Linked DNA regions of Mus musculus: regions 2, 3 and 4 are each linked to region 1. A link is a contact called in public Hi-C and HiChIP or PLAC-seq data. All regions are on one chromosome and are shown on one strand. The core of a region is the stretch at or near the end of the contact, and the rest is flanking DNA. Distances in the headings are between cores, read along the strand shown. Region 1 overlaps Gm50595. Region 2 overlaps 2600014E21Rik (a long non-coding RNA gene). Region 3 overlaps 2600014E21Rik (a long non-coding RNA gene). Region 4 holds the start of Ttc30b (tetratricopeptide repeat domain 30B).

Region 1 (5,839 bases), core at 1,592-4,091:
TTATAATGCCAAAGTTAATTTTGTTTTGTCATATACAAAGTAGTTAATGTAAAAATTATTGATTGATATTCTCCCTCTTTTAACTCTTTTAGGACTCAATATTTAAAGCAAAACTAATTTATCTAGGTGTTCTACTGCACAAAATTAATTCTACTGGGACAGGCGAGGCCAAGCCTCATTATGAAACGGTTGGTTCCCTTGCTGAACCAGCCTAAGCAGGTTGCTTTAGTTTTTCAAAATTAGGTACAACAAAGAATTTAACCCTTGAGATGCTGGGGAACTGGCCTTCAGTATTATACTACCTGGGCCATGGGATGGGACAGGAGACATGTCTTCTCCTGTGGGTTCTGCCTAGGACACAGGTGAGGTGAGGTGATTTATATACCAGGGTATGTGTTCATTAAAACCAGTGTTTTTCAGCCTTCCTAATGCTGTGACCCTTTAATACAGTTCCTCATGTTGTGACGATCCCAACCCTAAAATTATTTTCATTGCTACTGCATAGCTGTAATTTTGCTACTGTTATGAATTGTAATGTAAGTATTTTTGGAGATAGAAGTTTGCCAAGGGGTTCCCACTCACAGGTTAAGAACCACTGATTAAAACAATTAATCGAAAATATTCCTTGGGGCGTGGTGGCACACGCCTTTAATCCCAGCACTCGGGAGGCAGAGGCAGGCGGATTTCTGAGTTTGAGGTCAGCCTTGTCTACAAAGTGAGTTCCAGGACAGCCAGGGCTATACAGAGAAATCCTGTCTCAAAAAAAAAAAAAAAAAATATATATATATATATTTCTAGTATGTACCACTGTATTTCAGACCTTGCCTTTAAAAATGTGTGTGTGTGTGTGTGTGTGTGTGTGTGTATTGGGCATGGTAGCATATGCCTTTAACCCCAGCATTCAGAGGCAGAGGCAGGCAAATCTCTGTGATTCTACATAGTGAGTTCCAGGACAGCCAGGCTACATTGTGAAACCCTGTCTAAAAAAATTATATGAAAATAGTGAACTTCTTTCCCTGGGTGGCCAAATAGTTGTTCAGATTTGCTTAATTTCTGAATTAAGTATATATTACTGAATTAAGTAGTATAGCCACTAGGCATTGGTTATTGGGTATAGCTATAGCTTTCCTTCCCTCCTTGTGTGTGTTTTTCTTTTAGTATTTGTGCAAAAGTATTATTGGGGATTTTAAAATGTCTTTTGTTTTTAGTGTCTGAGGACCAAACCTATGAACCCTGTCACTGAAGCGCACCTCTAGCCCCGCACGTCTGGTTGTGTATGTACTTTTTGTTAAATGTAGCCGTCCTAAGCATGGAAAGTCTTGAGGCTAAGCTACTTCTTTTGTTCATTTTGAGCATTTTGAGCGCATTTTGTTTTCATAGACGTAGTTTTCTTCATTTAATGTGCCTCATTTCCCACCAGAATGTTACGAGTGGGTGCAATATATTTCCTCCTTGTAGCTGTCAAGGAATACTTATTTGTAAAAAAAGATTTATTTATTTTATGCATGTAAGTGTTTTGTCTGCGGATATGTATGTACACCACATGTGTGCCCGGTCCCCAAAGAGGCCAGAAGAGGACATTAGGTCCCCTGGAGCTGAAGTTCTGGACAGTTGTGAGCTACCACACCAGGAATGGGAACAGAACCCGGGTCCCCTGCAGGAGCAGAAATTGCTCTTAACCACTGAGCCATCTTTCCAGACCTAAGAAATATTTATGTAGTGAGAGTGAAGGGGTCCAGTCAACTGGTGAACTCTTACCCTAAGACCAACATGGTAGTTACCATGAAGATGGTCTTTCGTTCGTCCACATTGCTGGGATTAAACCCAGATGGTGGAATCAGATTCACATCGGCTTTAACTAAGAAGTACTAACAACTGCTGCCTATTCCTACTGTATAAATAGCCTAAATTAATTACTCCAGTGGCAATTAAACGACAGACATCACAGTGACACTCAAAAAGAAAATCTCGGCGATTTAAATAAAAATCAGAGTTAAAAAAAAAGACTTTTACAGGTCCAATTGTTTTAAATGAAAAGTAGCTTAGAGTGAAGCTCTGTAAAACTCTGGCTATTGAATTTAATTTCTCTGTAAAAAACTTAGCTTTAATAGAAACGGCTGCTGGAGAAACCACATTCTCAGCCCATAACATGGCCCATGTTTCTGTTTTAAATCCAGTATAAAAAGTATTTAAGCGTCATAGATTTTACCACCCCGTATTCTTATCAGCTCTGATACAGTACGAAAGAATAAAGATTTATATCTTGTGGGCATTTAATAAACGTTAATTTTTAATTGACAGTTGAAATGTAATCTCCAAATAGATGTGGATGTTATTAGCTTCAATCATTTCACGGTAAATAATTGGAGATAGGAAACGCGGGGAAGGGTTATGACTCCCCAGTAGGAATGAATGGTGGCTGGTGCTTAGAGGGAAACATTTTCAATGCCATTTCCATACCCCAATCTTTCTCCTGCAGATGCCAGGATGAGCCATCCTCAGTGAGGAACAACTCAAAAGAGGGCTGAGGGGTGGGGAAGAAGAAAATTAAAGAAAGAGAGAGAAAAAAGGGAAAAAGATGGTCTCTTCTTAGTTTTCAGTTTACTTTTTATTTCAGTTGGGAAAATCCCCGCTGATTTTTTTTTTTCTTTTTTTAAAATTTAATGCATCCTGGGAACATGCCGTTCAGGATTTTGGCATGGGAACTTCAAACGAAATTGGTAAGGGAGGCAAATGCGTAAGTGGAAAGTTTGAGGAAGCTGGCAGCAGGGCGGGAAGTCAGCCCTTCGTTCGCTCCACCCCCTCTCATGTGAGTACAAAGCTGGAGCCGCCGCGTGAGTCAGAGCCAGCCTGGCCCCGAGAAGCTCGGCATCTGCTTCCTCAACTATCACCCAGAGGACTCTGGTGCTAAATCACGGGGCAAAAATAGCTTCAGAGACCCAGCTTCAAACAGATGCGTCGTGGTGGGCGTGGACAAGGGTTCTGGAGGCTTCTCAAATTCCCCATTACCTGATTAATGGATGTGTTATTTTTATATTAGCCGGCCGTCATACTGTTTACCTCGCTCACCTAGATATTGAGTACAAGCTTCATTTATAGCCATCTGAGAGAAGCTGCTTCCTCAATTACACTGTGTTTGATACTAAAATCTGGACCTGAACTTTTTGCTTGTTGATTGGTCTTTGATCAATAATTACAAAAGGGGAAGCTTTACTTCAGTCACAGGAAAGTGCGTATTTTAAAAGATACATTAAAAAAAAACCAACCCTCAAACACACACACTCTATGTAACTTTCCATTAATACCAATTGGCATAAAGCTCGTAGGGTCTGTCTGTGTTTTTTGGCAACAAGGAATTTTAAAGCTAGAATTGTTATCTCAGCTTAAGATCTTTCGAGGTTTTATTTCACATACAGGAAAGTGTATTCCAGGCCTGGTTAGAATTGTTGCAACTTGATATTAAGTTTTAGCTTAAGTTTTCCCACCAAAAGAGCATCTGAAATAGATGATGAGATTAACAACTGGGGAGAAGTTCAGAGCATTTAATGAAATTGATCTACTAAATGAGCACTGACAGTTTTTAGTGGCTATCTTAAAATAGACATTATTATCAGGAAAGAGTTAGTCCACTTAAGCCCTTCATTTGGAAGATGCCTAGTCTGACCTTGTTCAACTTAATGTGCAGGAGAGGGCTTCTGGGTTTATTTAGATGTGGTCCTAAATCAATAGGTTTGAAGTCATCACTTACAATATATATATAATGTTAATATAATATTATATAATATGTATAACATATATAATATTATATATATTACTTTCCTTGCCTTTCCTTTTTTTCCTTTCTTGTTTTTTCTTTTTTTCTAAAAGGCAGAGATGATAAAGGCTACTCGGTGAGACGTAGGTAATTATAACAATTAGATATTTTGAAAATAAAAATAATGGCCCCAAAATAGAACAACATATAACAGTGGCTCTATATGAAGAGCCAAGAGCTGCATCAGCATTTCCTATTCTAGCTGCACACATTATGTGCTGAATGTATTTCAGAGCCAAAAGAATTATATTGGATTAATATCAGATTTTATTTAGGACATTCTGAATTATTAAATAAGCAGCTAATTAAAACAACCAGAAAGCTTTGCAAACAAACACGAATGAAGAAATAAGTCTGGGGTTTCCCAGAAATCTGTGTCTGGACACCTCAGTGAGTTTTATGTTCTGTGGGTACTGACTCCTTTTTTTTTTTTTTTTTTTTTTTTCTGAGACAGGGTTCTCTGTGTAGCCTTGGCTGTCCTGGAACTTACTCTGTAGACCAGGCTGGCCTCAAACTCAGAAATCTTCCTGCCTCTGCCTCCCGAGTGCTGGGATTAAAGGTGTGCGCCACCACGTCCTGCTGGGTACTGACTTCTTGTGACAAGTTTGAGTGTCACATCTTCGGCTCAGTTGTGTGCAGATTCTGAGTATTTATCATGAAAACTGTAGGATCTTGGCTTTGGAAGTGGCTTAAGTAGACAGCTCCCAAGTTCACAGAGGTTTGTATGCAAGCCTTCCTAGAAAAGCTTGCTCATCTGCAAAAGCATTCAGGAAAATTTATTTTAGTTGTTCTTTTGTTTGTTTTTATTGTTGTTATCCATTACAGCATTTAATGGTCCATTTCCCTAGTCAGAATTTATAAGCCAGACAGTTCTAGATATTTCTAATATAAAAATGTAACACTGACCTCATGGTACCTCATGCCTGTGACTTAAGCAGATGAAGGAACAGGAGTTCAAGGCCAGACTCTGGATATGTACATAATGAGCAGGAGGCCAGGCAGGGCTCTGTGAGACTTTGTCTCCCCCCTGTCCCCAGTAAAAAAAAGAATAGAAAAACAAATAGGAAGAAGGTAACAGTATTTCCTTCAGATCTCTACAGAAAGACCAGGGTGAAAATTTCACCCCTAGCTTTCTCTTCTAGAAACGGAATATTCTAACTCTCATTTATCAGTTGCTCAGCTTTGCTAGGTCCCCTCTTGAATGTCTAGCCAATTATTCATATCATATTATTTACTATCATATTACTAAGCTCCTGGGAACTTAGTGCTTCCGTGCCAGGCATTTAAGGAAGAGGGGAGATGGTTTTATTTACTTATTTTTTCTTAAAATTTGTTTACTTTGTGTGTATGAGTGTTTTGCCTGCATGTATATCTGTGTACCGTAGGCAAGCATGGTGGCTGAGGATCCATTTAGAATTGGCTTTTCTGAGCCACCAGTCATGTGCCTGGCATCAAACTCAGGTCCTCTAGAAGAACAGCAAATGCTTTTAACCACTGAGCCATCTGTCTCTCGTGGCTGGAGCTGTTTTTTATACAGGGTAAAAGTTAAAGAATCCACCTTTCCAACCTTGAGTCTCGGCTGAGCTTTCTTGTTGTTTGGTGATACTTCCCCACTTCTAAGAATGAAAGGGAACTTACCTTTCATGCATGCTCCTGGCAGCACAGTCTTTTAAAGTGCGGTTCCTGTTGTCATAGCAGGACCTGTGCACACACCCTTGTGCTTCTGAAAGTCTCAATGCATGCTGAGAATTTATTGAGTATAAGAGTCAATGAGCCTTAGTGACAGAAACTGAGATCATAGCCTTTGTGTTTTGATTAGTTTTGCCTCTGATTTTCCTTGGTAGCTTGGTTTAGCCAGTGATGGAAGAAATAAAGCCACCCCTTACTTTCCTAGGTCACCCAGGTGTGAAGTATACTACTGCAGAGCTAAGCACCATACTGTTAAGACCTACCCACCCTCCCGCACCCCCCCCACCTCTCCTCTCTCCCTTCCTCTCTTCCTATGATGTATGTGTGCTCACCACG
Region 2 (5,461 bases), core at 1,003-3,502, 380 kb after region 1:
TCCCACAGATAGTCAAGGATAGTTAGTGAAGACCACAGACTCGATACTGACCATTCTTAAACAGAGTCTAAGCCAACCTAGCATAGCTCACAGTGATATAAGACCCCAAAACAGTAAGAGTGTTTTTTCTTGGAGACGTAGGAAGCTAAAAAAGTGCCTATCATTAAAATATACCTTGAATTACCCACTAATCTTAGCAATATGGACTCTGGGAGAATAATGGAGTAGTCATGTTCAGCCTTTGCTCTAAGGAAGGTTGAATCTGTAACTATTGAGCGCCAAGTGTACCTTGAACGTGTTTTTTGTTTGTTTATTTTTTTCTTTGTTTTCTATTTCCTGTGTATCAGCAAGGAGTGAACTAAAGTTTAGGAACTACTAAAACTCAACAACTAGTCATGGCCCACAGACATTCTTTCATGGATAGAGAGGGATTAGAACTGTAGCCTTGTTCTCCTCCTGCAACCAGAAGACAGAGTTCTCTCTAATTTCATAGTTTGAAACATATCATTGCTGTCTGGGAAAAGCTAGATGCAGGCTTTGGTTTGAGAGGCCCTGTTGAGGTGGCTTCTCAGAGATGGCGCTAACTACATGTGGCACTGTAGTAGATTAGCCCTGTGATTCTGACTTAAGGACAAGGCAAAAAAAGGGCCCTAGATACCCACAGCAGCGGATGAACATAACTCCACTTGGGCTATCTGCTCTGGAGTCCTGGCTCTGGACCTGTGTTTCCTATCCACTACCATGTGATAAATTACATTGATAGCGTACTCAGGTTATGGAAACCTTGTCAGGATTTAAAAAAAAAAAACAAACAAAAAAAAAAACGACATCATGTCTTGACATTGTCAGTTTCTGGAAGTGTCACACACATCATAGAGAATGGAGTGTTTAATTCCACTTTATAAATTAAGCAAGAAGCAAGGCCAAGAGGATAAATCCAGAATGCTCCAGTCTGGACCACACCAGTTCTATACAATTAGGGCCAAAATGTACATCACTAAAATTTCACCCAAACCATTTCAGAAAACCAAGCTATAAGGTTCAGGAACAGGAAGGTAGCTGCACTTAATAGGATTTTCCTCTCTCGGCGACACAAATATAGACCAGATCAGACCAGATTAAAAGCAGATACATGCTGGTTTGGTAGGCACTGCTCCCCAGTGGGTTATCCCAAGCCCTGGCTAAGGCAAGGGGATTTTATAGACCATAGGCCACAGTGATGACGGAGCAGGGATTGTGACCATATATGGTCGAAAGCTGAACCCCTCAGCCCACTCTTGGGGGGGGGGTTGCTAGAACATGAAGGTGAAGGGTGAAGATGTGTCAGCTGGGAGTTTTCTCCGTGTGGGTGGGGTTGAGGGAAGGAAGGAAGAAGTGTTTCCTAGCAGGTGTTCAAACCAAACAGTACTTGCTAATGATTTTCTAGGAATCTAGTCTGTTTTGCTTCTTCTTTTAAAGGTATGAGTATGGTTATAGTTACAAATGGTTTTTTTTTTTTTGCTTTTTTTAATACTTCTGAGATATTATCTCATTTTCTAATGCAATGAATAACCTGATTTTCAAAACAAAACAAAACAAACAAAAAAAGATAGAGAGAGGGAATGGGAAAGCGAAGGGGAAGAGGAAGTGAGGAGAGAGACAGAGAGAGAGAGAGAGAGAGAGAGAGAGAACGGATTTTACCCCTTCGATACCTCCTAGTTGACCAGTCTAGGGAGCGTTCAGGACATTTCTCCGGGTGTGTGATTGCCCCATGAGCAGCATGGCCAGAGTGTCTGTCCACACAGCCTGGATGTCACCGCTGGGCTCTCCTCACAGCCCCCTTCCAGAGCATCATTTATCTTAGGAGAGGACGTGGTGGAGGGCAGCTGCTTGACTCCGGACCTGTGCTTCCAAGGTGGAGAGAGTCCAAGAGTGTTGCTCAGTCCATTAAGCAATCCCTTTTAGCTGAAGGGGTCCATCTATCAATCACGCGTTTCAGCCAGCAATCTGCTTATTTACAGGGTTAATTACATTTTCAGGTCACCTGGGCGCGTCTCCTAGATATTTAATAAAAGGAGCCCTTATTTTATTTATCACACGGTAGATTTGGTAAGGGCTGCCCGATATCAGAGTCGGGGGAGGGGTGGGATGGTAATTATTTATAAAAAGACAAAGGTAAAGCTCTATCTGCCTCTGCAGTGTCCAGAGTTATCAGTGGGTGACCAGGGTCTCAGACAGCACGACCACTGCAGACTGATCAGACACTGCAGGGAGCAGCCATGTTCCTGAAACCAAGTCAGGTATCGATTTCCCAGTGCTTTTATGACCCATTTAACAACAGGCATTTTGGACTGGTTATCTCTTATGCTGCAGAGAATTCTCCTGCCAGCCTCCTTCTGAGCTCCCCTTAATTATCTTCTCTGAGAGATGGGTGAGAATGGATGTTCGGCCTCAGCCTTGAACAGACTCACATTCTCCATGTACAAGAGCCTTACACAATTTGCACATTTATACCAACCAGGTCAGCCCCCACGGAGGGTGTTTGGACATTTTCCATGGTAACTACCCTACTCGGTGAGGGGGAGGGCCATTGGATCTGTCGGCTAACAAATTCTCACTAATTGACATCAAGCCAGTTAATTTCTACGTAATAAGTGTTGAGTGATTCAAGGTCCAGCCCAACCAGCCAAGGCTGGGGCTACTCAAAGACCTGTTTGGGTCCCAGAACGGAACATTTAATGTTTTGCCAAATTTTCAAAAATGCCAGGAGTGAAGAATAGCGGTCTTAAACCTCAGCTCTTCGGGTTACTAATTATGTAGCCAGAGGTATAACGAAAACTTTACAAATCATTATTTCCATTAGGAAGGTGTTAGAACCCACGCCACGCAGGGCACCCCCCCTATTAGCTGGGCCGCTGTTCCCAGGGGAGGCGAGCTTCAAGCTCAGCTTCTGTTCTGTTTCCCTAGCACTTGGAAGAGAAACAAAACAGGCCTAATGAAAAACACACACGGGAAATGCGGTATTATTCCATCATCCTCGCCTACTGCGCTCTGGCACCCCTCGGTGACTAGGGAGGACTTTCCCCTCCGTGAGCAGCCAAGTGGGGGTGGTATGAGGCTGCTACATTGCCATTTCCTGTCAATTTCCTCTGCCCTCCTGCCCACATCTCCCTACACGCCCATCCCTCTCTCCCCAACACCAACACCGGCCACACTTGCCATCACGAAGCTGTGTTAGCTTTAAAAGTACAGAGGAGGGAACATTGGAAACTGGAGGGGAGGGCACCGACCATAATCAACCTCTAACCTAGACCGCTGAGAAGCAGGTCAGCCCCACCGAGTGGATCCTGACCTCTGAGTGGGCTGAGCAGTGTCGCTCGCTAGGAAAACAGCCGGTTGCCTTGTTTGTTTTGGAGGAAAAGGGTGCTGAAGTCAGTCAGAATATTAATTCTCAGAGTAATCTTCCCACGTGCAGTTTCTCGACTTTTCACCAGAAAGGAGACTAGGGGTAACACAGTCCCCAAATCTCATTGGACCATTAGCCCCTTGAATAACTCCTTTCATTTAAAAAAAAAAAACTCTATTTCCCCATTTCTTACTCCACACACAGTGAAACCTGCATATAATAGACAATGCGTTTATTCACACAGTATTCAGCCACCACTAAATAACCCTGACATTGGTCAAGCAGGTATGCCTACCCAGGAAATTAGAATGCTGTTTTGCCCAAACCAAACAGGGCCACCATGCTTGTCTGTAGAAAGGCATCGCTGGCAGCTTGCTTCTGCTGTTATATGATGTTATAACCTGGAGATGGCGCTGTGCCTTCCACACAGGAAATACTAAAATACTAAATAAACAGTTGGTAGATGTTCGAATGTCTGACCGTAACTGTATACCACAGGGCAGACGGCTAAGCTGACACCCCAGTTTTGTGGCTTTCACAGCCTGTTCTTGTACGTTCTTTCTCTCTGCCACCAGCTCTGAATAGAAAGGACTCTTGAATGTGGCTCTCTGGATTATTATTGAAATTTCTGCCAAAAGATTGCTAGTTTCTGTTGAAGAACTGTTAATAAAGTGGGTAGCAGAGTATTTTTGTTTAAGTGTTGGGTTGAATGTACGGTATCCGCTCAGCCAGTATTGGTTGACTGGATAAGTGAATGCACGTGATATTAGGATAAGTTGACTTGGAAGTCTTCTGGTGAAGTCTTCTGGTGAAAAGTAGCTTGTATGCAGGCCTGCATGTTAGTCCTGTCTCAATTTAATTCAACAGTGGAGACATAGAGAGAAAGTGTGTTACGTAACTCCTCTGATTGAAAATGAATTGAGATTGGAAAATATTCTCAAAAGGATCTTGACATGAATACACCCGCCCTAGTAGATAATGTAAAAGTTACATTTCTTGAGTCTGAGGAAAACCTTTGGGAATCTGACTGTTGTAAAACCATGACTATCTTGAAGACGATAAATGGAAGACTGTGATGGGAATCAAGAACAACTTTTACTGTGAATGAACTTTTAAGAAGTGAAAATATTAAGAATAACACAAACCTTATTAATGGATACGTGGTAAGGTATTCAACAGACAATTCAGAAAGGCTGAGTGGCTGGCTAGCCACCTAGTGCAAAGTACACACTTAGGTGATGGACCATGACTGCCAAGAAACAGAGGAATTGGGGACATTTTTTTTTGTCTGGACTATTACAGTGGTTTCCAGTCTTCACTACACACTTGAGATTCAGGAGCCACATCCCAAAGCAACTAAATTAGAAGTCCTAGTGTTGGGACACATGCATAAACAAACAATTTTTTAAATCCTGATGTTATTACAATATGCAGTCAAGTTTGAGTCATTGTGATGGTTCTTACATTTTAGCATCAGAATTACCCAGGGCCCTAGGAAACGCTAACTCCCTGGGCCCAACATACACTTTGATTCTCTGGGTTTGAGGTGGAGCCCAAACTCGGCATTTCTAATAAGTTTTCTGCTGCAGCAACAGCAATTTTAAGAATGCCAGTCTGGAAATGCAAATCAAAACAACCCTGAGATTCTACCTCACACCAGTCAGAATGAATAGGATCAAAAATTCAGGTGACACCAAATGCTGGCGAGGATGTGGAGAAAGAGGAACACTCCCCCATTGCTGGTGGGATTGCAAGCTTGTACAACCACTCTGGAAGTCAGTCTGGCGGTTCCTCAGAAGGACATAGTACTACCAGTAGATCCAGCAATACCTCTCCTGGGCATATATCCAGAAGATGTTCCAATTGGCAATAAGGACACATGTTCCACTATGTTCATAGCAGCCCTATTTATAATAGCCAGAAGCTGGAAAGAACCCAGATGTCCCTCAAGAGAGGAATGAATACAGAAAATGTGGTACATTTACACAATGGAGTACTACTCAGCTATTAAAAACAATGAATTTATGAAATTCTTGGGCAAGAGGATATATCTGGAGGATATCATTCTGAGTGAGG
Region 3 (5,752 bases), core at 1,786-4,285, 340 kb after region 1:
ACACACACACACACACACACACACACACACACACACACACGCATGCATGACAGCCTTTTCCCTGATTAGCTTTCTCCAGGTCACCTAATCTACAACTGGTCTTCATAAACTCCCTGAACTCCCTGGGATAAAGAATACTGAATGAAAATGATGGGTTCACATCCTGTGATTTTAGACCCATGAGAGGAATCCGAATCCTTCTTCTGACCTCCAAGGAGAAAAGGAAAGCAGCTCCAAGGTTTGCAGAAAGTTATTTCAACCCTGTTCACAAGAAGAGTCTGTGTGACGGTAGGTGAGGGCCAGTGGAGGTGAAAATGGCTGAACATGTTCTCCAAACCACTGATTAAGGTGCAGTGCCAGTGATGTGCAAGTGTGCACCAAATCCAATCAACTCGGAGAGGAGTGACAAGACTTTATGTAAAATGTATGTGTGGACTCACACACAGTGCAGACATTCCAGGTAGCCCCATTGTACCCCTCTTCTCTCTATGTGCACAAGTATGCATATGTGCAGCTGTGTGAACACACAGAAACCCACCACCACACTGTTGCTGAGACGGGGTCTCACTATGTAGTTCAGGCTATAGTTCTTTTTCTTTAAAATATCTATCTATCTATCTATCTATCTATCTATCTATCTATCTATCTATCTATCTATCTATCTATCATGTATGAGTACCTGTAGCTGTCTGCAGACATATCAGAAGAGGGCATCAGATCACATTGTAGATGGCTGTGAGCTACCATGTAGTTGCTGGGAGTTGAACTCAGGACATTTGGAAGGGCAGTCCAAAGTGCTCTTAACCACTGAGCCATCTGTCCAGCCCTCAGGCTGTGGTTCTTGAATCACATCCTTCTGTCTCAGCCTCCTATGCGCCCTTTCTTCACAGACTTCCTTTTTAGTTGTCTTGTCTTTCAGTTAACTGACCAAAAATTTCAGTTGGTATTTGGGTCCTTTTTGTGCTTTGTATTCACTAAAATAAAGAAGTTCCTTATCTGCCTACTTGGTGAATCTGCCTCCGTCAGCAGCTGATAGCCCCCGTTTGGATTATTAACCAGTTAGTTTCTTCAAGAGAAGAAGTCATTAGCTTCTAACATTACTCAGGGGTGTCAGGAGACATGGATATTAGATCTTTCCATTCAATTCCATCTTTAATTTAATCTCTAGAATTTTTTATTTTATTTTATTTCAGTGTTAGGTGTTGGCTGGCTGTTCCACTTAAAACCACATTTTTTATTTATTCATAGTGGTGCTACTTTAAAAAAAAAATTATAACAACTCAATAGCCACTATAATGATTACAAACCGACAAATTCTGCAGTAATGGCTTCCCCCATCTAGGCTCCAAAGCTACCAAGACCTAGGAGCAGTGTGAAATAGATTCCAGGCACTGACAGGTTAAGGATCATTTGCATAAATTAGCAAGTTTTGCAAATGAATTCATCTAGTGAGAAGTGAGACACGGGACACTGCATTTTAATAATTGACATTCCACATGAAATGCAATGTTCTGAAGGGGGAAATTGAGCTCCAGGTTGCTATTAGAAGCAGTGGACCAGCACGAGTGAGAAGGAGCGCCATCCCCCATGCGTGAGTTACGCTCCTGAATAACAACTACCCAGTTCTGATGGGCTTCTTTTAATAACAGTGTGAGCGAGCACGTGCCGGCTGAGAGAGGCATTGAGAAGGATCTACTCCTAGGCGGGATAGCACAGGAAATGAAAATAACAGCCTTCAGGAAGCCGCCTTCACAAGCAAGTCTTCACATGCTCCTCCGAAAATAATCTTCTATTTTCCATTTGACTTGGCAACAACCCCACCCCCACCCACTTCCCCTTCAATTTCACAAAAACACTTAGGGGGTTATTTAAATATATACAGGACTCGGGCAAAAAAAAAATTAAATAGCCCAAATTGGAGGTTGTCTCTCATAATGTTGGTTAAATTACAAATAAAGATAAGTGGGCCATTTTGCTGCCTCCTCCCAGTTTAATTTGTTTAAGAACAGGCCACATTGCTAGCTAGCAGGACTAGCGACTAGTGTGCCAGATGAGTGTGTCTCCTAAGATGAGTGTTGGCTGGTCAGTCAAAGTCAGAGTATGCAGCGTGTCGGAAATACAAACTGCTCACACATGCCATCTGAGAGCTGGAAACAAGTCCGTCCATAATGGTGTTTCCTGGCATAGTTTATAATTAACATAAAATGAATTAAATCACTCACTTGATAGACTTTTTTTTTCCAAGTTCATGTAGAGTAAGTGTGTCATATCAATTAATTCTCAATGAACTGCAGCAGCCAATAAAATGTTTCCGAGACACTGGTAATAGTCCAAGATATTGATGGAAGAGGTCTCATCATTAATATGAGTAGGAGACTCACGTCACATACAGAGAGCTACCGGAGAGAATTCCTTCCTCAGAAAGGGAGTGTAGTTACTGCCAGCTGCCTCTGGTTGTTTCCAATTTGCTGAGTTTTCTGTCTCTCACTCACAATGATACCCTTTTCACTTTGCCACACGACAAAATTGCCTACCATGACTGTCTATTGTGTGAGACCTCTACCCTGAAAAAGCTAATACTTAGGAACAAGTTAGATAGACTCCAACGGCAAGAACAGACTACACTGGCCGTATAATGAAAGTGTTTTCAAAGGCTTTTCTGTGTGTTCAGAATCACAAATAATTGACATATAGAACCGGATGCAAACGGATGGTTGGCTTGCAGAATTTGAACTGAACATTTTGGAGCCGCTTCTTGTTTGTGTTTCGCTGTCTTAACCAGTTGGTTTGTTATGATGTAGGCAAAGCCCAAATGGCCCATGGAACTTTGCTGGTCATAAATGATTTTATGACCTAGAACCCAGCAGCCATTGGGTCTGTCACTGCTGAGGTTGTGTTCAATGACACCTCTCTGAGCTTCTCTCGGCAGAGATGCCCTTTCTTTTGTACACACTTTCCTTTCACTTAGAGGGTACTGGTTGGTCCTCGGGCTCGACACTTGTGAGAGTGTGAGAGGTATTCCTTTGTCTAGGCCTCTCCATCTGCATGCTTGCAGCAACATGAAATAAAGAGATGCCGACGAGCCAGTTGGTGTGTGTAATGAGTTGCCGTGGCTCTTCTCCCAATAAAGGGTGTGTTCAGACACTGCTTATTTATAGACCAATAAAGAGAAAATTCCACTGTTCTCTTCAGCAGGCTGAGGATAAATAGCTCTTCCGTTTCTAACAGTTAATGTTCACAGACACAAAAGCAACTGCTCTGAACATTAAGCCAACATTTACCCCCCTGTGGAGGGAGGATTCTTTAGATTTGAAACAATGGAAGGTAAGATATAATCTTTCCCATTTTAGAACAGCTTCGCTGCGGCTTGCTTTCCTTAGTGGAGAGGTGCTCTCAGCCTCATCGGGTTGCAGATGAAGCATCCTCTCGTGTGCCTACACGATTTCTCTGCGGCCCTGGAGCTCAGTCCTCCGTGGAACGGAGCAGACAAAAAGCCACAGTGCAGATGCCCTCTGCAGAGGCTTGTCTGCTGCTTTGAGCGGATCTTCCTGGTATGCATGCAGCAAACGCTTCCTATTTTCACATTCTAGAGCAAGGGAGAACATAAATTATTCCTAATTCTTGATTCTATGATGAAGTAGCCATCTGGCCTGATAGCACAGTGACAGTGATATAGGAGTGAGCACTCCATGCTTGGTCTACTGCACAGAAAAGGACAATGGGACATATTTTAAAATGTCAGCCTCCATCAGAACAATATTTGGGAAAGTTTACATTTATGAAAATAGATAGTATTGAAAATACATCATGATGCAGATCTCATCACGGCTGCTGGACGGCTGAATTGAATTAAGAATGAATTTGAATGTTTCTAATTAAATCCGTGTTATCCCCCTCCATGCTAAGTTTTCCTCATCTGTAAGAAGCACCATCAACACATCACTGTTGGGCAGATGTGTCACAAACAAGGTTGAACTTTTTGCCTCACTACGTGTACATTGAATTCTTGGCTATAGGTATATGATGAATTTAGATATTTCCAGGCAGTAAAAAAGAAATAGTGCCCAACAGTATGTTTGTATTTACCACCAGAGAAGGAGTACATAGCATCATCATGAAGGCTGTTAAAACCTAACAAGAGTGTAAGATTTAGGTATAGAGGATAATCAAAATGGTGTTTATTATCTTATTTCCACGGAGGTTCCTCACAAATACTAGGCAAGGGTTCTACACTGAGGTACATCTTCAGATTCTGAAGACTCCTTATTAAAAATAGTCTTGAACTAGTTTATAAGCCTCGGGGTTTGTTTTGTTTTAAAAACATGGACTGAATACTTCTAACGCATCAAACAGTGAATGTGGCATCTATGATGGTCCTTGGTTGTCAACTTCACTGGATTAGAAGATGTCTTACCAAGATAGGTAAAACATATCCATGCATCTGTGTGTCAGAGACGATTGCGTGTCTTGCCATGTCTGTGTTGAGGGACGGGAGGGCACCTAGTTCTGAATGTGGCTGACAGCTTGCATAAAAGGGTACAGAGGAGGAAGTCAGCATGGCCACACCTGCAAACTTTCCTTTCGGGTCATTATATCTACCAGTTTATTTCCATTATCATGTGACCAAATGACACCAGATTCCAGCTTCTTTGGCAACAGGACATTTCTACAAATGACAGTCATGAAACATCCAGGTCTTCATGCTGGGCTGGGACTGCTGAGGTATCCTGGGTCGAGCAAACATTTCTCTTTCTTCTTTTTTTCAAGACAGGGTTTCTCTGTGTAGCCCTGGCTGTCCTGGAACTCACTCTAGACCAGACTGGCCTCGAACTCAGAAATCTTCCTGCCTCTGCCTCCCAAGTGCTGGGATTAAAGGCATGCACCACCAATGCCCATCTCAAGAAAACATTTCTACACAATGTGGTCACTTGCTGTTGAATTATGTGGCCCCTATTATGAAAGCCAATCCAATAAATCTTCTTTTGTGGTATATGTGTACGTATGCTATTGGTTCTTATTCTTTAGAGAACTCTGATATAATATCACATTGAAGCTTGAGAGGAGACAATAAGAACATAGTTGATTGCCTTAATGTAACCGATGGGCAAGACTTTGGTAGGAATATGTTCTAACCGCACAAAGTGATTACCTATGCATGCAACAGGCAGTGTCTTACTGACTCACTCTTGAACAACTCCAGAGATTGACCTACCTGGGCATCAAGGGAATGAAGAGAGGGCAGACATACGGACACAGAGATAGCTGGAATCAGAAGGTCTAAGCTTCCTGATGAAGAAGCAGCAGTACCCCAGGAGCTCAGTGTGTTTATTGTATACGGTTAAATTGTGTGCAATAAGCATACCTTCCTATTTAGGACACACAGCTGAACAAGGAGGCAGATTTGGCTAATCCCACTAGGAATAGCATCTGTCCTTCTGGCTGGAAACGTGAGAAGAAAGATACTATGGACATTTTCAGCACCTGCATCCAGACCAACAGAAGGCTTTGCTGTCCCTCTGAACCTCACCTGGGAAAGGTGTTGTCACTCCTAGGGGTCTGAAGCACTGAATTCCTTGACATTCCATGTCAATGACACACATTTGCTCAGGACTTCTCTTGCTCCCCACACTCCAGCACTGTTTTGGGAAGTCAGTCATGGTACCCTCGGGGCTACAGAACTTGTCGTGTGTAGCAAGTAAGAGGCTAGATAAGGCAAGAGCTCTGTTCAGTAGGTGCCACAGATGCTAATATA
Region 4 (5,578 bases), core at 693-3,192, 350 kb before region 1:
TCTACTGAGCAGAATATATGAGGAATGATATTGTTTCTATTGTAGCATTTAAATGTCTGCTGGGATCTTTTCCTAGAAGTAACAGGTGTCTGGAACCTAGGCTACTTGCCAGTAATTCCTTCCTAACACTTTTTCATTGTTACAATGCAAGCCACAAAGGTCAGATTTCTATGACCCAAATGAGACTGGTTGGGTTTTGTTTGTTTTGATTTTTTAACAACAACAACAACAACAAAAAACTTTACAAAGCAAGTCTCTAATATTTCCTATAATATGAGTTCATATATGAATTAACTCCTAATCACTAATTCTTCTGAGTTTAACTTTTAAGATAACATGGCTCATTCCCTTTCCTATGTGGGTTTTAGCAGGTTACTTAATTGTCCTGAAGCACAAAGTCTTCATCTGCAGCACACAGATTTCAGTAAAGTTATGAGCAGTTTGTGAGAAGCCTAACAGCGTGCTATGAAATATGGTGAATATTGGCTGCAATATGTTGATGAGCTGCAATATGTTGATGGTAAAAAAGATTCATGGGTAGCAATTCTATTAAAGAGAAAAATATAATGCCCTCATGTTGAAGTTCTTAATTACAAAGCAAAGATATGCCTTCATGTGGTCTGTTTGCCTTGGGTGTAGCTAGAGGAGATCGTGGAAAACTATAAAAGGTAACAGTCTCCCAGGTGCCTCCCAGAGCCACGTCAAATGATCCGTGCTCTAAAAGTACAGCCTTGTTATTGAAAAATCATACAATTTGTCACTACTTCATTTGGAAAGAACACATTAATATTCTGCTATCTTGGTTACTTCTCAAATGCTTAACTAAGCATTATATTTATGTCCCCACACATTAGGGTCAGTCAAATCTATGTACATGGTTTTCAACAGTGATTCAATATCGGCTTATAAGTCGGTAGTTTTTTACTGCTCTGTCATACTAGAATAAAATTGAATTTATACAGAATAACCTCCCCAAAACAATAACACAGAACCTAGAGACTCATTCTACATACAGGGGGGAAAGGAGAGATAGTAACTGCCTGAAGAGCTTCGAATTAAGAGTCTGGGTATGGGAAAGGAGTTGGCGAAGCATTTATGTATTAACTAGCTGATTCATACGTGAAAACAAGATCAGAGGCACGAGAAGCACAGGCTGATTACGTCTTGAACAAACTCACGGTAGTGTTTGGTAGAGCTTAGAGGGTGAGAAAAATAGCATATAGGAAAGGGGGAAAATGTTAGTTTTGTGGCTTCTCCTTGAAGAAGGAAAAGACCAAAGCCGTGTGCTTCATCAATTCAAGCACCAATTTACGTTCATAACAGCGGTCATTTACGAAACAGAGGGCGAATGGTACTTAAATCTAAAACAGCACCAGTTACAATTCAGACTCTCCTTCCCCCTCTCGTCACCTCTTGATACAGAATAAAATACGGACTGCCGGCCCTTGCTTAACAACGTTCTCAAAAAGTGGGCGTCAGAGCAGCTGGCAAGAATATACTAGAATTCCTGAAGTCCAGAGACGGCCCTCATTCCCATTTCGTCACCATTGCCAAGCAACTCGAACCCTCAAAGAACAGCGAATTTTCTGCATCCCGGGGGACCTTCACAAGAAAACTTTACTTCAGTGCCAACAAAGAAGCAATCAAAGCAATAGAAACAAGATCCCGATCCCAGAGAAAAGGCAGAGACTCCAATTACTGTAAAACGTCAAAGAGGAAAAACTACATTTCCCAGGATGCAGGGCGATAACGGAAGCGATGTAGGCCGGGACGTGGAATATCCCTCTCTGAACTACCTAGAAAATTTTCCAGACCAAGCCCAATTGCTTCCCCACAGTCTAGAGTGTTTAAAAACATATCCAGAAATTGATAGAAACGTGTCGGTGATTCGCTTTTATCCACAAGACACTTCCGTTGGATACTTGCCGCTGAACAGCTTCCGTTTCCGGTTGGCCTATTGCCTTGGAAACCAGGATGCAAAACAAGCTAGGTGAATATGGCAGGGCTGAGCAGCTCACAGATCCCCGACGGTGAGTTCACAGCAGTGGTGTACAGGCTCATCCGCGACTCCCGCTACTCAGAGGCGGTGCAGCTGCTGAGCGCAGAGCTGCAGAGGAGCTCCCGCAGCCGCGCAGGGCTGTCGCTGCTGGCCTACTGCTACTACCGCCTGCAGGAGTTCGAGCTCGCTGCAGAGTGCTATGAGCAGCTGAGCCAGATGCACCCGGAACTCGAGCAGTACCGCCTGTACCAGGCCCAGGCACTGTACAAGGCCTGCCTGTATCCAGAGGCCACCAGGGTCGCCTTCCTCCTGGACAACCCCGCCTATCAGACTCGAGTCCTTCGTCTCCAGGCTGCTATCAAGTACAGTGAAGGTGACCTCCCAGGAGCCAGGAGCCTGGTGGAGCAGCTGCTGAGTGGGGAAGGTGTAGAGGACAGTGGAGGGGAGAGTGATTATGATGGTCAGATCAACCTAGGTTGTCTGCTCTACAAAGAGGGACACTATGAAGCTGCCTGTTCCAAGTTCTTAGCGGCCCTGCAGGCTTCTGGCTACCAGCCTGACCTTTCCTACAACTTGGCTTTGGCCTATTACAGCAGTCGGCAGTACGCGCCTGCTCTGAAGCATATCGCTGACATCATTGAGCGTGGCATCCGTCAACACCCAGAACTCGGTGTGGGCATGACCACGGAGGGCATTGATGTTCGCAGTGTTGGCAACACTATAGTCCTTCACCAGACTGCTCTGGTCGAAGCCTTCAACCTCAAGGCAGCCATAGAGTACCAGCTGAGAAACTACGAGGCAGCCCAGGAAGCCCTCACTGACATGCCACCCAGAGCAGAGGAAGAGCTGGACCCCGTAACCCTCCACAACCAGGCTCTGATGAACATGGATGCCAAGCCCACAGAGGGCTTTGAAAAGCTCCAGTTTCTGCTCCAGCAGAACCCCTTCCCCCCAGAGACCTTTGGCAACCTGCTGCTGCTCTACTGTAAATATGAGTATTTTGACCTGGCAGCTGATGTCCTGGCAGAAAATGCCCACTTGACTTACAAGTTCCTCACACCCTATCTCTATGACTTCTTGGATGCCATGATCACTTGCCAGACAGCTCCTGAAGAGGCTTTCATTAAACTTGATGGGTTGGCTGGCATGCTGACTGAGCAGCTCCGGAAACTCACCATACAAGTACAGGATTCAAGGCATAGTAGAGATGATGAATCTGCCAAAAAGGCTGTGAATGAATATGATGAAACTCTTGAGAAGTATATTCCTGTACTGATGGCCCAGGCAAAAATCTACTGGAACTTTGAGAATTACCCAATGGTGGAGAAGATCTTCCGCAAATCTGTGGAATTCTGTAATGACCATGATGTGTGGAAGCTGAATGTGGCCCATGTCCTCTTCATGCAGGAGAACAAGTACAAAGAGGCCATTGGTTTCTATGAGCCCATTGTCAAGAAGAATTATGATAACATCCTGAGTGTCAGTGCTATTGTGTTAGCCAACCTCTGTGTTTCCTATATCATGACAAGTCAAAATGAGGAAGCTGAGGAGCTCATGAGGAAGATTGAGAAGGAGGAGGAACAACTCTCTTATGGTGACCCAGACAAGAAAATCTACCACCTTTGCATTGTGAATTTGGTGATAGGAACTCTGTATTGTGCCAAAGGAAACTATGACTTTGGCATCTCTCGGGTTATCAAAAGCCTGGAGCCTTACCATAAAAAGCTAGGCACCGATACATGGTATTATGCCAAGAGATGTTTCCTGTCCTTACTAGAGAACATGTCAAAGCACACAATTATGCTAAGGGACAGTGTCATTCAAGAATGTGTGCAGTTTCTAGAGCACTGTGAACTTTATGGTAGAAACATTCCAGCTGTTATAGAACAGCCCTTGGAGGAAGAAAGAATGCACACTGGGAAGAATACAGTCACATATGAATCAAGAAAGTTGAGGGCTCTGATTTATGAGATAATTGGATGGAATGTGTAATTACCGCTGACAATTTGTATCATGATGACTTTCTATGTACATTTTCAGTTTTTCCTGTATCTAGCTTTTGCTATTTGTATTTGCTACTTGTGAGACTTTGTACACTTTAGTGTAACAAAAGCACTATTCGATATAACCTGCACTTTTAAATCCTGTCAAGTGAGATTGTGTAAGAACCCAGGCCCTAGAAAGTACTTTGGAACTTTTAAAACTGAGAAAGATGTTGTTTCTATCATGTTTTCTCCATTTTTGTTTGGTTTTGATGTATCTTGGACAACCTTTGCTATTATGTTATCCAGGGACCAGACACTAAGTTCAGAACTTAGTCGTCCATAACGTCTTCTTGTAATCACTCCAACGACTGTGTTTTCTCTTTGCACAACTCCCCATGATTTTATAGAGAATTTAGAGTGTTTGACAGTTTTCCAATACAGATATAATAATTTGTACAGATTAAATTTCTTAGGTAATAATTGGTTTTGCTAGTTTTCAAGATTCAGTAAATTCACTTAATAAACACTAATAAATAAATAATCACTAATAAATAATGAAAAAGAAAAGAAACCTCTGCGGTGTTTAGCGCCATGAATTGGTGATTTGAATTTATGATCAAGTCATACTGTTGCTGTTTTTCAAGTATTTTATTTACATTTATCTCTCACGGTAATCAGGACCAGAGGTAACCAGAGAACTCAGGTTTTCTGCTTTTAATTCTCTCATACAATACATCCTGAATGCAGTCTCCCCTCTCTCCACTTCTCCAGAGTTTTTCCCACAACCTCCCTTCTCTAGAGTCAGAATTCTTGAATTTTGGTTTCTTTTTAAAAACACAGAAATATTCTAAGAATGTGTTTTTATTTTAATCCCAGGTGTGGGGATGTGGGCCTGCTTCACAGCAGCTGACTGTGATTCATGCTCTAACCAGAAGCAGGTAGTTTCTCTGATTGTGTGACATTTGGAATTCTGCGAACTTTTCAGAGGGTATATAAATGCTAGGGCCCTGATAGGCAGGGTCAGTGTTAGTTGGGGGAGTTGTGTGTAGTTTGTTTATTAGTAGTGCTTAAAGAAGAAACAAGAAAAAAGTTTGATTCAGAGATCTCTCTTTCTCCTTTCCCTCTTTCCTATCTAGTGACAGAGGGAGGAATCTAGGAGATAAAGGGTGGGAAAAAGAAAAACCCACACAGTAGTGAAAGCTCGCTGCACTTCTCCCCCAGATCCAGTCCTTCTCCTCTTCCATTAAGAAAAGAGCAGGCGTCCCAGGGATATCAACCAACACCGCATAACAAGTTACAGTAAGACCAGTCACAAAGTCTCTTATCAGGGCTGAGTGAGGCAACCCAGTAGGAGGAAAAGGGTCCCAAGGGCAGTGGAAATAGTCAGAGATGCCCACCCCCCATTGTTACAAGTCCCACAAAAACACCAAGCTAACAACCATAACATATTTAACAGAGGACTTAGCACAGACCCACGCAGGCTCTGTAATTGCCGCTTCAGTGTCTGTGAGCCCCTAGGAGTTCTGCTTAGTTGATTCTATAGGCCATGAATAACTCACTTATTCATTATTACCTTTGGCTGCACAATTTTAAA

The links. Hi-C and Micro-C count contacts between places; a contact is called where the count stands out from the background. HiChIP or PLAC-seq counts read pairs in DNA pulled down with a chosen protein or histone mark.
Region 2: a Hi-C map of uterus shows a contact between it and region 1, with 2.2 times the contacts expected there. The contact joins two enhancer-like sites. A contact is called at or near these places in 4 of 484 Hi-C or Micro-C datasets (embryonic stem cells, nephron progenitors and uterus) and 4 of 115 datasets of contacts at active chromatin or transcription factors (embryonic basal ganglia, embryonic limb bud, neural tube and 1 more).
Region 3: a contact with region 1 is called in a Hi-C map of uterus, with 6 times the contacts expected there. The contact joins two enhancer-like sites. A contact is called at or near these places in 1 of 39 promoter capture datasets (the C10 cell line), 2 of 15 datasets of contacts at CTCF or cohesin (CD8 T cells and pro-B cells), 12 of 484 Hi-C or Micro-C datasets (the C10 cell line, the HPC-7 cell line, bone marrow-derived macrophages and 6 more), 8 of 115 datasets of contacts at active chromatin or transcription factors (T-cell acute lymphoblastic leukemia, astrocytes, embryonic basal ganglia and 5 more) and 1 of 9 other capture datasets (embryonic stem cells).
Region 4: an H3K4me3 HiChIP or PLAC-seq map of bone marrow-derived macrophages shows a contact between it and region 1, with 4 times the contacts expected there. The contact joins the promoter of Ttc30b here to the enhancer-like site in region 1. A contact is called at or near these places in 14 of 39 promoter capture datasets (the 3T3-L1 cell line, 3T3-L1-derived adipocytes, the C10 cell line and 9 more), 1 of 484 Hi-C or Micro-C datasets (embryonic fibroblasts), 2 of 115 datasets of contacts at active chromatin or transcription factors (both in bone marrow-derived macrophages) and 2 of 9 other capture datasets (liver and macrophages).

The regions. Positions count from the first base shown.
Region 1 is chr2:75,582,148-75,587,986 of GRCm38.p6, reverse strand. All of the region lies in intron 2 of Gm50595, which reads left to right. Among named protein-coding and RNA genes, the nearest start is that of Gm39853, 28 kb to the left of the region's middle. Within about 2 kb of position 2,841, at least 192 of the 459 cell types and tissues checked have an H3K27ac peak or open chromatin away from gene starts, as enhancers often do. A contact at or near this core is called in bone marrow-derived macrophages, liver, macrophages and 2 more, where this site is marked.
Region 2 is chr2:75,206,757-75,212,217 of GRCm38.p6, reverse strand. All of the region lies in intron 2 of 2600014E21Rik (a long non-coding RNA gene), which reads right to left. Among named protein-coding and RNA genes, the nearest start is that of Gm13652, 72 kb to the right of the region's middle. Within about 2 kb of position 2,252, at least 28 of the 459 cell types and tissues checked have an H3K27ac peak or open chromatin away from gene starts, as enhancers often do. A contact at or near this core is called in uterus, where this site is marked.
Region 3 is chr2:75,242,179-75,247,930 of GRCm38.p6, reverse strand. All of the region lies in intron 2 of 2600014E21Rik (a long non-coding RNA gene), which reads right to left. Among named protein-coding and RNA genes, the nearest start is that of Gm34401, 40 kb to the left of the region's middle. Within about 2 kb of position 3,035, at least 42 of the 459 cell types and tissues checked have an H3K27ac peak or open chromatin away from gene starts, as enhancers often do. A contact at or near this core is called in uterus, where this site is marked.
Region 4 is chr2:75,934,826-75,940,403 of GRCm38.p6, reverse strand. It overlaps Ttc30b (tetratricopeptide repeat domain 30B), which reads left to right and starts at 1,942. Exons shown (of 1, transcript NM_028235.1): 1 at 1,942-4,555. The coding sequence starts at 1,997. The coding sequence ends at 3,991.